Regions from separate parts of the Ovis aries genome. Here region 2 is linked to region 1. A link is a contact called in public Hi-C data. All regions are on one chromosome and are shown on one strand. The core of a region is the stretch at or near the end of the contact, and the rest is flanking DNA. Distances in the headings are between cores, read along the strand shown.

Region 1 (4,568 bases), core at 1,093-3,592:
TCCCCTGTTTGGCCCCCTAAAAAGAAGATATGCTGAAGTCCTCATCTCTGGCAGGTCAGTGTGTGACCTTGTTTGGATATGGGGTTGTTGCCGATGTAATTCATTAAGATGAGTGGAGCAGCACGGGCCCTTGTTGCAGTACGACTGGTGTCTCTGTAAGAAGACAGCCTTGTGAAGACACAGAGAGGACCACGTGAATATGGCGGCGGCCCCTGGAGGGTACATTCACAAGCTGAGGCACACCAAGGATTGCTAGCCATCACCAGAAGCTCAGAGCGAGGCACGAGACAGAGTCCCCCTTTAAACTCTCTCAGAAATAGCCACCTTTACCGACTCTTCAATTGCACTTCTGATCTCTAGACTCGTGTACAAATTTCTGTTGTTTGTAGCCACCTAGTTTGTGGCATTTGATTGGCAGCTCTAGGAAGCCAGTACACATTTTCACATTAAAGATGTATATATTTTTACATTCCCAAGAATTTATGGTCTCTAATTTCTTGAATAAATCACAAAATTTTAAATAGAAGTAGTCAAATCATTCTACTTTATGTGTAGTTCCTGAAAAAGTTCACTCAAAGACACAATTCAAATATAAAAACAAGGCTCTCCGATTCAGGAAAACAAACCATGCAGTGTATTTAGTTGTAGCAAGAGGTCAAGGATCCATTGTAAATGTCCAAATGCATTAAAAAATAAAGGATGTGGTTTGTTCCAGGTTGGCCTGTAAATTTCACCCTGACCCTCTGATTCCCTTTCTTACTGGAAATTCTCCAGTGTCTGAAGTGACCCTGCACCGGCTTCTGGGAAGACATTCATTTCATTTCACTCTAGGGCACAGAAAGGCTGACCAGAAAGCTCTGACCCAGAGCTGCTCCAGGGTGGAATCCTGATGAACATGGATGGCAGATCTTCATGAGGGACCATCTTTGCTTATAATTCTGCTGTCTGAAGTTAGGAGCAGAGACAGTCTCAGGCTTTACAGAACAATGCGCTTTCAGAAACCTCACTAGGGGGTGGATTTTGTATTAGACAGCAGGCAAGCTGGTAGGAGTATCCCCTTTCTTAAATGTGTTCCATATGGTCAGAGGATGCCGTGAAAAACGGCATACAGGAGCAACACATGGAGAACAGATTTTTTAAATTAACAAAATGCAACATGACTTCTCTGTTGCTTTCAAGTTTCCAAATATCCAAAGACAGCAAAGCAAACAAAAAATTGTAAAGAAATTAATGAGGTAGAATGGCACAGTGGTGAGAGATTATGAAGCCAGGCTGTCTGCTTTCAAACTTCTGTTCTATTGCTTCTTAGCCTGGAATAGGTATTAGCCTAAGTACAACTTTCTTCATCTGTAAAACTGGGATAAAAATGCACCTCCTGCGAAGAGTTGCTAGGGAGATTCCATGAGGAATATGAAAAGCATTTAGCCCAGAATGTTGTACATGGCAAGTGCTTAATAAATATTAGTTGCTACCTTAATAATAATAATGATATAAGTCTTCCCAGATTTATCCTTGAAGTGACTATAAACATTTCCAATAAAACTGATTATAGAGTAGATCCCCAGGTCATTTAGCTTACCCCAATTAAACTAGGATGAGAAGGAAAATTTCAGTTTCTCAGATTGATCATTCTAGTACTTAACTTTCCAATCAGAAAAAAATAAAATTTACTCATTTTCCTGGTCTGTTAAATAAGTGATTGGATTAAGTAATTTCTAAGGAGATTTCCAAGCACTCATAATTTGTATTTCTAAATAGCCGTTGTCGACGATAAATTGCACGTTAACAGTCTTTCTTTTTTTTTCGATGCGTGTTTTATTTTCCCAGCTTCTATTATTTTCCTTTCAAAATGTGGCCTTTAGTCTAGTTTGGTCATTAGAGTATTTATTTTTGCTCCAGTTGCGTTCCAAAGGAGCCTCATAGAATTCAGCGGCTTGATGTTGTCAGTGTTCAGTCAGAAGACTGAACTTCTATACCACTAAAGTTCCCTTGTACCAAGTTTTCAGGTTTAGCTGCTTGGGAAGAAAAAAAAAATGACATGATGTTTAAGAAATTTCATCAAGAAATTGATGACTTTTAAAGCCACACATACAACATATAAGCCTCAAAGATTGTGATATAACCTTTATTTATTTATTTTTTAGTACTTGCTATTTTAGATAAAAGCTAGATAAAAGATAAAATAGATAAAAGCTATTTGGTTATCAGAATCACTTCGTATTTGCCAATCCACCTAGGAGTAGGAACTAGAACTCAACCGGCAATGCTGCAGCGCACGGTCCCAATCTCCCATCACCCCATATATTTACTGCTTGCCCAGAAGGTGGCACTGTCGTTTCAAAGCAGTGGCTCCCATGGGGTCCAGAAATGGAACTTGGAAAAATGGGTAGTCGGAAGCAGCGAGAAAAGGCCTGTTTAATGAGCCTTGTGAGTAATGGGAAAATATGTTTAAATAATTGTCTGCTTCAACCTCCCTTTCTAGGGGCGAACGTGAACATGAAGACCAACAACCAGGATGAGGAGACGCCCTTGCACACCGCTGCCCACTTCGGCCTCCCTGAGCTGGTGGCCTTCTACGTGGAGCACGGGGCCATCGTGGACAGTGTGAACGCCCACATGGAGACCCCACTGGCCATCGCAACCTACTGGGCCCTCCGCTTCAAAGAGCAGGAATACAGCCGGGATCATCACCTCATCTGCCGCATGCTGCTGGACTACAAGGCGGAGGTCAACGCCCGGGATGACGACTTTAAATCTCCGCTCCACAAGGCAGCCTGGAACTGCGACCACGTGCTCATGCACATGATGCTGGAGGCTGGCGCAGAGGCCAACCTCATGGACATCAACGGCTGCGCGGCCATCCAGTACGTGCTGAAGGTCACCTCCGTGCGGCCCGCCGCGCAGCCTGAGATCTGCTACCAGCTGCTGCTGAACCACGGGGCTGCTCGCATATACCCGCCACAGTTCCATAAGGTGAGGCTGCCGCGTGGGGAGCTGGGCCGATGGGCAGCAGGGTAATGGGGACTCAGAGCGTGGCTCAGTCTGAAATCGCCAAGTCACTCAAGCCTGTTGGAGGCCTGGCTAACTGCCTCTGACCTTCAATCTGAACTTCCATTTGTTATATACCCCTAGCTATCTCAGCCTAGTCCATGTTTGTTTGAAATCTGGGCTGAGAGCAGAAAAAGAGCAAGAATAGCAGGTAATTCTCCATGGCTTATGTGAACACCAGTGAACTGGTAGTGGCTTCCTGGGGGACTGAATGAACAAGATCAGAAGGATACTGATCGTCTGCAGAAGCGGCAAATGGCGCCACATGTGGAAGAGCGTCTCTTCCGCAGATGTCTGCTCTATAGATGACAGAGCCTGCTTTGGAACTGGTTTGAATATATGAAAGGGCGGCTCAGTTTTCTAGTTTAATGAAAACTAACATTTATTAAGAATTAATAATATTTATTATAGAAAAATTATGTTTATTAAGCACACGTATAAATCATCTTACATTTCTTAATTTAATTCATTTAATTCTGTAATAATCTGATAAGGTAGATTATATTATTATACCTATTCTATAAAGGAGGAAGCTCAGGCACAGAATAGTTAAGCAATTTGTCTGATCTCACACAGTGGCGCTGTAGGTATTCTACCTTAGTTCACTTGGTGCTAGTGTTTAATTTTGTAATATACTACACAACCTTTATTTTAATAGTATTTATTGATAATTTCTAATGGGCTGCTGCTGCTGCTAAGTCGCTTCAGTCGTGTCCGACTCTGTGCGGCCCCATAGACCGCAGCCCACCAGGCTCCCCCATCCCTGGGATTCTCCCACTGGAGTGGGTTGCCATTTCCTTCTCCAGTGCAGGAAAGTGAAAAGTGAAAGCGAAGTCGCGCAGTCATGTCCGACTCTTGGTGACCCCATGGACTGCAGCCCACCAGGCTCCTCTGTCCATGGGATTTTCCAGGCAAGAGTGCTGGAGTCGGGTGCCATTGCCTTCTCTGTCTAATGGGCTAGTAGGGACCAAATATTAACAATACTGGCAAGACTAACACATGGTCACTACTCTTAGTTAGCTTAGGATCTAGCTGGAGAGACAAACACATAAAGAGGTAACTTTAATATTTCATGGTAAATGACAAAATAGAGGAGTGAAGGGTTCTATAGCGCATGGGAGAGAGTTTAGCATTAAGTTGATGATGGTGCTTAATTTAGAAACCAAAATGCCCTTCACCTAAAATAAATTGAATGATAACGTACCTAGGACCCCACTCATCTAAAAGAATTGACAGGCTGCAGAGGAGTTTTATGTGCTCACGAATGCAGGGTCACAGAAAGCTAGCTGACAGAAGTTTTACCAAATTCACAGCCAGCTTCTACCTCCTACCTCGGTAAAATGTCTGAAGTCCTGCAGTGGGAAGGTTAGTTGGAAGAGAAGTCCCACTAAAGAAATTTAGGGGAGGTGCACTCAGCACATTCCATACAGTCGACCCACAGACATCCCAGCGCAGATGTGATGAGTTTGATGATTCCTGAGATCTCAGGAAGGAATTTTCTTTTGGTTGTCGGTGTTTCA
Region 2 (4,568 bases), core at 1,356-3,855, 200 kb after region 1:
AAGATCTTCCTGACCCAGATACCCACGATGGTATGATCACTCACCTAGAGCCAGACATCCTAGAAAGTGAAGTCAAGTGGGCCTTAGAAAGCATCACTACAAACAAAGCTAGTGGAGGTGATTATTTCAAATCCTTAAAGATGATGCTGTGACAGTGCTAGACTCAATACGTCAGCAAATTTGGAAAACTCAGCAGTGGCCACAGGACTGAAAAAGTTTTCATTCCAATCCCAAAGAAAGGCAATGCCAGAGAATGTTCAAACTACTGCACAATTGCACTCATCTCACATGCTAGCAAAGTAATGCTCAAAATTCTCCAAGTGAGGCTTCAGCAATACATGAACTGAGAACTTCCAGATGTTCAAGCTGGATTTAGAAAAGGCTGAGGAACCAGATATCAAATTACCAACACCCGTTGAATTTGGAAAAAGCAAGAGAGTTCCAGAAAATATCTACATCTGCTTTATTGACTATGCCAAAACTAAATTTTGACTGTGTGGATCACAACAAACTGTGGGAAATTCTTAAAGAGATAGGAATACCACCTTACCTGTCTCCTGAGAAATCTGTATGTGATTAAAAAGCAACAGTTAAAACCAGACATAGAACTTAAGGACTGTTTCAAAATTGGGAATGGAGTATGGCAAGGCTGTATATTGTCACCCTGCTTATTTAACTGTTATGCAGAGTATATCATGCGAAATGCCAGGCTGGATGAAGCAGAGGCTGGAATCAAGATTTCCAGGAGAAATATCAATAATCTCAGATATGCAGATGACACCACCCTGATGGCAGAAAGTGAAGAGGAACTAAAGAGCCTCTTGATGAAGGTGAAAGAAGAGAGTGAAAAAGCTGGCTTAAAGCTCAACATTCAGAAAACGAAGATCATGGCATCTGGTCCCATCACTTCATGGCAAGTAGATGGGGAAACAATGGAAACAGTGACAGACTTAATTTTCCTGGGCTCCACAATCACTGCAGATGGTGACTGTAGTCATGAAATTAAAAGACACTTGCTCTTTGGAAGAAAAGCTATGACCAACCTAGGCAGCATATTTAAAAGCAGAGACATTACTTTACCCACAAAGGTTGATCTAATCAAAGCTATGGTTTTTTCCAGTAGTTGTGTATGGATGTTGAGAGTTGGACTGTGAAGAAAGCTGTGCACCGAAGAACTGATGCTTTTGAACTGTGGTGTTGGAGAAACTCTCGAGAGTTGTTTGGGCTGCAAGGAGATCAAGCCAGTCAATCCTAAAGGAAATCAGTCTGAATATTCATTGGAAGGACTGATGCTGAAGCTGAAGCTCCAATACTTTGGCCACCTGATGCAAAGAACTGACTCATTGGAAAAGACCCTGATACTGGGAAAGATTCAAGCCAGGTGGAGAAGGGGACAACATAGGATGAGATGGTCCACCACCGACTCAATGGACATGAGTTTGACCAAGCTCTGGGAGTTGGTGATGGACAGGAAAGGCTGGCATGCTGCTGTCCATAGGATCGCAAAGAGTCGGACATGACTGACTGAGCTGAATTGAGGGCAGAGAGTAAGAGATCTTGAAATCCAAGAACATCCATGTCCAGTTATGTGAATACAGATTTCTTCCTCTTGCTTCAGTTTCTATGAGTTGGGATTTCTAAACCTCACATTTTTCTAAAAGTGAAAAAAACTCAACTAAACACACAGGGTTTTCATCGATGAAAAATTGCTTAATTTCACTTGAAATAGAAGAAATACAACTGCACAAATATACCAGTTTTTACCTATCAGACCTGCAAATGTCCAATAACTGGATAATTCACTGTAATTGTCCAATTTATGGAGCAAGGACTGTTAGTGGGAGTGCTAAAATGATACCATCAAGTGGAAGGCAATTTGGAAATGTTCACTGAAATTACAAATACATTTACCTTTTAACTCAACAATTTCACTTCTAGGATTTATTCTACAACTATTTTATACATTTACAACGAAGAAGCTTTTATCCATTACTGCATTGTTTGTAACAGGAAAACATCAATATAAATGTCCATCAATAGGGTCTGGATAAATGAAAAATAAGGTAAAATTATACAGGGGAATATATGAAGTTGTAAAAGAATTTCCTTTTTGCTAATATGAACATATCTTCAACATACGTTAAGAGAAAATGTTTAAGTGCTAATATTTGTATAATACATATATAAACAGAGAAGAAAGGAAATATATTTTCTTATTGGCTTGCATGTACATGGTTGTCTCAGGAAAAATAAAACTGTAGTTATCCATGAGGAAGGGGCAATGGAACATGGAATTTAAGGGATAAGATGGGGAAAGAGATTTTTTTCACTGTATACATTTTATTCCACTGTATTTAAATTTTTTTTGGAACTACATAAACTCTTCACAAATATTTTCAGTGCATACTTTTTAGAAAGAAAGACACAATAACAACATAGCGGAGATCCAGAATTCTAAATTATATGTGAGATGCCAGTGCAAAATGTCAGTTGCATAAATATAAAGAGCAGTTTTCTTCCATCTTCTAGAATTTCAGCCTTAAAGAGATCCGTGCTACACAGTGGAAAAGAGATAGCCCATGGTGATGGTGGCACCTACAGGACACATCCAGAATTTTCCATTTCGGTTTTTCTTTTTTTTGTTTATTCGGAGTCAATGGATGGGCCTGGATTGAGGTGGTGATTGATTTTTCCATTGGAGCTCCTGAACAAAAGCATGTAGCTAATCACTGGACATTCACTGTCAGATGCACCTGGATAGTAATACTGTCCCTATCATTCACTGGGTAGCTCTAGGCAAAGAGCTATATCTTTCATATCTTTTTATATCTTTAAAAAGCATAGTTTCTTCACTTGTAAAATGTGGACGACTTAGACCTTGTCATGTTGTTGCTTACTAATATTTTAAGTGAATTTGTGTCACTTAAAGAGTGCTGCCCCCCAAAATGGTCCATGATTGCTCAATGCTTCTGACAACCCCAGGCCTCTGAACTTGCAACCACAGGAGGTTAGATGCTAAATAAATGCAGCCCACAGGAGAAGAGATGAGGGTGCAGTTCTGGAGCCTCCCTGGCCAGCAAAGGAAGGGAGCCTGGAGAGAGGGAGGTAGAGAAAAGGGGAAAAGTGAGAGAGAGAAAGCAAGTGAGGGCGTTCGGACCCTTTGTATCCAGGCACCCTGGGACCTCTGAGTTTACCCCCAACTTTTCAGTTGTAAAGACAGTAAATTCCTTTCTCTAAAGCCAGATGGAGGGGCTTATGTTTTCGTTTTGCTTGTAACTGAAAGACCCCTAATCATTTCTAAGGCTGTCTATTGAAAGCTACTCAACTTCACTCCGTTATAAAGTTATGAATTTAAAATGAGATAGCGTTTCCATCTATTGCAATGACAAAATATAAAAGTTAAGTCGATCACATATTATGTTGGTCAAACTGAGAGGAAATATATTATTGTACTAGTGAGAAAGTGAGTTTAATCTTCCCTAAAGCGGATAAAAGGCATATTTGTTAAACTGCAAATACATATATCCTTTGACCCAGTAATTATGCTATTGTGTAACTTGTCCCACAGATATATAGCCTCCCACACAAAATGAGGCAGGGACAAGGTTATTCAGTGGAGCATTGTTTGGAAATACAAACAATAGGAATCAAACTAAATGTTCCTCCAGGGAGAATCCGTTTCATCCACCCAGTGGAGGATGTGAAATCTCTTAAAAGGAATAAATTTCTTCAGGAACCGCTTATGAAAAGCACTCCGTAATATATAGCTGTGTAAAAGAAAAAGAAAGCAAAGAAACAGGCAAATGAATGTGAATAACTGGCATTAAAAATGGATGGGGAGAAGAATGTGTTTCTATTTGGTTGCATATATATTAACATCTCTAGAAGAATAGACCTAAAACAGAATGCTACCATAAATGCTACATAGATGGATAAAGAGTTTATTTTCAAATAAGATTTTTTTTGTACATTTAAATTTTTGAAACCTATAAAAGTACAAGCTATTAAAAAATGAGGTGAATAAAATTTTAGTTGAAAAGAACCCTAACTTCTATGTTGGAGATACAGAACTCTAAACCTGTGAGCGGGGGTCCTTAGACTGCATTGTGTGTAGACTGGACTCCATCTTCTAGAATATCTGATTCTTTCCAGTCTTAAGAGATCAAGTTGCAGGGCTGGAAAGAAACATCCTGTGGTTAACAGTGCCACCTAGAGGACAAGCAGAATATTTCAGTTTGTTTTCTTTGTGCTTTTCTGGGATGAGGGTGGGGAGGGAGGGAACGTCAGAATAAGCTGACCAGGGCACAGGGGAGGAGGGTAATTTTTCCCATTAGGGTTGCTAGTTATTGTGAGCCTAATTTTTCATATAAGCATATTGAAAGCTTAGACCTTAGGACTGGTTACAGATAGTGGCTCTCTCACTCACTGTTTGTTCCTCCCAGCGGCAGGGCTACAGGTAAAGGCACTTAGTATCTCAGATCCACAGCATCTATTCTGTAAAACAAGAAATAGGCTATCCATATGTGTGTGTATATATATATATATACACACATACATACATAGGGATT

Evidence for each region. Hi-C and Micro-C count contacts between places; a contact is called where the count stands out from the background.
Region 2: a Hi-C map of tail adipose tissue shows a contact between it and region 1, with 13 times the contacts expected there. The contact joins two enhancer-like sites. A contact is called at or near these places in 11 of 16 Hi-C or Micro-C datasets (hypothalamus, liver, mesenteric adipose tissue and 6 more).

What each region holds. Positions count from the first base shown.
Region 1 is chr4:13,584,864-13,589,431 of ARS-UI_Ramb_v3.0, forward strand. It overlaps ASB4 (ankyrin repeat and SOCS box containing 4), which reads left to right. Exons shown (of 8, transcript XM_060414490.1): 6 at 2,483-2,973. Among named protein-coding and RNA genes, the nearest start is that of PDK4, 90 kb to the right of the region's middle. Within about 2 kb of position 2,343, at least 7 of the 54 cell types and tissues checked have an H3K27ac peak or open chromatin away from gene starts, as enhancers often do.
Region 2 is chr4:13,786,981-13,791,548 of ARS-UI_Ramb_v3.0, forward strand. No RefSeq gene overlaps it. Among named protein-coding and RNA genes, the nearest start is that of DYNC1I1, 15 kb to the right of the region's middle. Within about 2 kb of position 2,606, at least 10 of the 54 cell types and tissues checked have an H3K27ac peak or open chromatin away from gene starts, as enhancers often do.